Regions from separate parts of the Gossypium arboreum genome. Here region 1 is linked to region 2. Evidence: chromatin contacts called from public Hi-C data. All regions are on one chromosome and are shown on one strand. Each heading gives the region's core, a stretch centred on a gene start, on an enhancer-like site or on the middle of the called end of the contact. The rest is flanking DNA. Distances are from core to core; before and after follow the strand shown.

Region 1 (2,700 bases), core at 9-2,508, 640 kb after region 2:
TTTGAAAGGACGCCCCTTGGGTAAGGAGTGAGCTGGATTAAAATTAAGAATAAGTGGTTGGTGATCCGATTTAAACCTAGTAAGGTGAGTAATCAACAATCCAAAAAGGCTTGAACCCACGCTTCATTCCCTAAAGCACGATCAAGACGCTCAAAAGTCCTCGCTCTTTGCCAAGTAAACAAAGGACCACTGAAACCAAAGTCATGAAGCCCATTAAATCGACAAAATCTCCAAATTAAGAGCACGTTGTCCCACTAGACCTCCCTCCTTTTTTCTCATCAGAGGACAAAATAGCATTAAAATCACCAATAGTTAACTACGGGATCGAAGCAGAAGGGATAGTAGTCTTCAGTTGCTCCCAAAGCAATCTTCGTTTCCTCCAATTAGGACTACCATAGACAAAAGCTATAAAGACATACTGAGAAGAAACACTACTGCAAATACGGACCAAAATGAATTGAGGATGATTACGTATAACCTCAAGATTAACAGTATTTTTCCAACTAATCCAAATGCCTCCTGAAAATTCTACTGCTTCAACTCGGTGAGAGTACTGAAAACCCAACTTGTCAATGACTTCATCAGTTTTTCTCCCACATACCCTTGGCTTCAACAAGCTAAAAATATCTGGTTTAAAACTTTGTGTTCGCACACCCTTGACAATTCCATGAAAGAAGGGAAAGATTCAAATCCGTTAAATATTAAATCAACACAAAAAAAAAACTAACTTACAAACAAGGGGCAAATTTAAAGACAAGTTACTTCCCTGACTCCTTACGGCCATCATCTGGAGCATCCTGCAGAGACTCAACCAAATTTCTCATCGACTCGTGAAGAGGAACCTGAGTACTAGAATTTTTAAAAATATTTCCTCTATCACGAATGGTCCGGTTGAGCTTCTTGCCTCTCCGTCTTCCATTAAATTTTCCGCCAATAATTCTCACACCAGTATCCGCAAAGCCACCACCCACCTCTGTAACTTGACCCTCACCCATGTCTCCCAAAGAATTTGGTTGAACATTCTCCTTGAAAACAACTGTAGAATGTTTATTCGAATCTAAAATACTTTTCTCTAAAGAAAATAGCACCTCCGAATTCCTTTTATAAATAGGATTAAAGTGAAAGAATAAGGCATAATTATTCATGGCGCAAGAAGAACTTACCCTAGATCGATCACCAATTTTTCCCATTCACGGTTTCGCTGTTTTGAACAGTAGGAAAATCCTCCAAAATTAAAGGCATCTGGACGTCCTTAATATGGTCTGAAAATGCTGGACCTTGAAAACCCTTTAACCTAATTCGACATTTGGCGAAATCAGGTCTATTAGCTAAATTAATAAAGCCCAGACCATTGGCTTGCAAAGGATGGCTCCCTTGACCCGTTGGACTTGGAACACTCCAGCGGAAACAAAGCCATGTCCACTCTTCCCTTTTCCATTAGGCTCCTTAGCCCCAACAATCAATTTGTGGCCCACTGATTTCCTATGGCCCATAGAACTATCCTGTCCAGACTTTTCAATCAACGAAATGGAGCCTTATTTGCACCGACAAGATTCAGAGAGATAAAATTCCCAGCTTGATTAGTGCTATTGTTCAAATCCCCTTCACGAGTCTCCCCCTGAAAATTTTCTGTTTCATTTAGGGAATCCAACACATTAAATCTTGATTTACCTGCCAAATTTCTAAGATTTTCGGCACTAATCTTTCTAGCATCCCTTGAATTACACCTACTCCTCCTCTCGACAAGCATCCACGGACCATAGGCGTCATTAGCATCCGTTGATTCCTTCCCCACCGGAGCTGAAATAATCGTTTGATCTCCCTTACCGGACGATTTCCCTTCAAAATCTGCCCCTGGAATAATCACCTTCGACGAGCATAACTCCTTCATGTGTCCATAACAACCACATGAAAAGCAAACAGTAGGTAAATATTCATACTCTATTCTTTGGAGGGGCCCGTTTATCAGAACTTGTGAGACTAAAAGTTTGTCCAGACTGACATTAACCACCATACGCGCAAATCTTCCCCTTGCTCTGCTATCTGTGTTGAAGTCTAGCTTGCCAACCTTACCAACCATGCCCCCAATCTCTCATAATATCTTCTTTTTGTACATATAACCCGGTAGCCTGGGAATTCTAATCCAGGACATGACCACACTAGGAAAGGGTTGTGTTAGATCAAAGTCAATGGACTATGGCTGAACAGTTAAATATTGGCCAAAGATGATCCAAGGTCCTTGAGAGAGTACCCATTCGTAACCTTTTTTATTCTGGAATTTGGCCAAAAAATAGCCATTAGCAATATCCATCAAGATTTCCACAGAGCATAAATTTTGTTTTGGAGTGCAGCATACCTTATGCTCCTTCCTAAAAGCTTGATCACCACAGTAAAAGACATATCTTTGATCAACAACTGGTTAATTCTCTCTGAAAACTTAATAGAATGAATGCCATTAACAAAAGATCTCATAACGTCTCCCTCCACAAAGGCAAAGTCACCATCTTCATCAATACCCGATCCACTATTCTTCCTTCCTAATTCCCAAGAACTTTTCCCTATTAGCCTCTCCTTCTATGAAAGCGGTGGATCAGGATCCAGTTCCACTGCCTTCGTCACATTCGAATCTACTTTCTCATTCTGACAAGCCCCACCCTTGTCGTCTTCGTTAGGAGAACCATTAGAAATCGTCATTCACAA
Region 2 (2,700 bases), core at 167-2,666:
GAAACAAGCTCATCAACCCTAAAAACTTAAATCTAATCCTTTTTTTTTCATCAACACTTACAAAGATCATATCTAACTCAAACCCTAAATCAAAATAAACATTCAACCTTATAAAAAAATCATCATAAAATGGAGGCCAACTCTAAGCCCTTCTTTATCTACAAGTATCCTTTTGTGCTCTAATGGGAGGGAAGAAAGACAATATTGAAACTCTAGTTTAACATCACCCAAGCATCCTTCAATCATCAAACTTAGTGACTCACTGGAACCACTCTTATTGTAACATTCTAAATTCTGTGTAACTTAATTGCTATAATAGATATTATTAGATGCGAGTTTAGCTTTATGTTTTTATTATATTTTTAATTAGCAATTTTAGATTTTTATTAAATATGATAAATTTTTTCATCAAATTTTTTATATATATAGTCTTTAATTCGTCCACAAACTTTTTTTAATCACATCTAATAAAATCTTATAGCAAAGTGGTTAGAAATTTTGGTACTATCAAATTTTGGTCATGGCAATAACAAATTTTTTTACCCAAAAACAAAATTTCTTAGAACGAAAGCCGTTAGATATTTTGGTTCTTCCCAACTAATTTTTTTTTATTTAGTTCAATTTCAATATTTTAAATTAACTCGTATGAATAAGATATCACAATATAGATAAATGAATTGAATTTTAAATATATTAAGAATTTGTTGTCAGTCGTGATTAATAATTAATTGAAAATTAAATATATTGTCTTTGTTTATTATATATTATGATGGCAATTGGTACTTTAATTAAAAAATTAAATTTTGATGTATAAAAATTTTGGTTTGCAAAACCAATAACAAAATTTCTAACGAAATAACAAGATTTTTAAGACAAAACTTTAAGATATTTTAGTATATCGAAATTTATAATGAAATAACAAAATTTCTTAAAATATATAAAATAAACTAGTTTTATATGATTTATAATATATATACAAAAATCATATACACATATACAATATCTATATATCATGAAAAGGAAAGAAATAATATAATATTAATTTAAAAGATGTATTTATATTGGACACAACAATTTATAAACCTTTCAAAAGGAAAGGTTGTGTCTTTTCAAATAGCCATATAGGAATTTTTGATACTATGTATATAGACACAAAAAATACGAATCGATATATGGAATTGAGTTATGAAAGAAGATTATTATTAAAATTATATTTTTTCTCTAAATTTCATTCTAATTAAAAAACTTTAAATTTTAATTCTAATTTTATAAAAAAAATAGTAACTCTAAATAAAATGTTACACATAAAAATATATCGAGTTAGAAGCGTTTTCATAAAATCGACTTATTCTCAAGAAAATAGCCTAAACATCTATTTTTTTTTATATCGGGATTCGTTGTGGTTCATAATGATATTGTTTCTAAAATTCAATTATGAGAGTAGAATCTGAGTTATCACAAGAGAGTAAAAAAAATGTTGATTAAACGAAAATATTGGTGATGGCAAAGGGTGTCGTAATTTGCAAAACGATTTTCATAACCGAGTTTAGCAGGAATCACGAATCACGTGATATCTCCACCCTAAAGAGAGACACCCAAATCTCGTGTCCGGTCGGGTGATCGGGTCCCTCAAGCAAGGCCCGCGGCACGTGTGACACGTGTTTCCCTCGCACGTCCGTAGATCCCCGCTTAATACACTCCTATCTCACACACGCCCCATTCGTGCTAATTCCTAAACTTCACACACACATTACATGCTCGCCAATCTCGCACACGCGTGGAGCCCTAAGTCTCACGCGCTCGCTTCTCCCTCTTTCACGCGCCCCTCTCCCCTGCCGGCAATCCCCCCGTTCTGGGGCCTTCTCCCTAGCTTTTTGTTTCTCATCAGCTCCGGAGGAATTCTGGTTTTACCACACCGGAGGTACCCTCCGGTCGCCGGGAAAAAATAGGTTGGAGTCGAGAAAGTGGAATTTGAAGAGAAAGTGAAGGATCAGATATGTTTCGAAGCTTCATTTCTAGCAGATTGAAGACTGTCTGACAGTTAGGGGAAAAAAAACTGAGACTTTACTTTCAAGGTAATTTTCGAGAGAGAAGACGTTATTTTCAAGGCAATTTTCGAGAGAGAACTTTCAAATTTTGCTTGGCCATGTCTTTTTAGTATTAAATTCTCCAATTTTCTGGGAAACTTGTTATTTTAAGTTCTAGAGAAAATGTTTTCCTTTCCTTTTTCTTCTTTTTGTTCTGTTTAAGTCTTGTGATTAATGTACAACGGAGAATTTAGTTCAGTACTTAAAGTCTTCATGTGGTTGCTGAGAAAGCGTTGGAGAAGTGAAAGCAGATGAAAAATAATAAGATTTGACTCTTCTTTTTAAGGTTTCTTTTGTTTAAATTATCATGAACAAAAATTTAAAATCCAAATAAGACAAATAGTTTACTAACTGACAATTCTTTCTGAGGTCTAAGAAGCTTAGTAGGTGCCTTATAATGATTATTGTTATTATTTGGTCATTGTGTTAGGAAACATGTAGATTTGGAAGTTGGAGCCATGTCTAATTGGGGTGTCCTTCCTCCCCCTTTCGTGTAATAATATGAATTGAAGTTGTGATTGTTACCAGGAAAATTTGAAATCTTGGGCCGGGAAAACTGGTTGCTTCATTATAAGAGAAATCAATGGTATGTGTTGATTTTGCACAAAGTAAG

The links. Hi-C and Micro-C count contacts between places; a contact is called where the count stands out from the background.
Region 1: a Hi-C map of leaf shows a contact between it and region 2, with 2.9 times the contacts expected there. The contact joins the promoter of LOC108469967 here to the promoter of LOC108476313 in region 2. A contact is called at or near these places in 2 of 5 Hi-C or Micro-C datasets (both in leaf).

The regions. Positions count from the first base shown.
Region 1 is chr8:24,933,368-24,936,067 of ASM2569848v2, forward strand. LOC108469967 (phosphomannomutase) reads right to left here and starts at 1,259. Exons shown (of 12, transcript XM_053017990.1): 1 at 1,164-1,259.
Region 2 is chr8:24,293,235-24,295,934 of ASM2569848v2, forward strand. It overlaps LOC108476313 (beta-amylase 7), which reads left to right and starts at 1,417. Exons shown (of 11, transcript XM_017778491.2): 1 at 1,417-2,075; 2 at 2,518-2,700.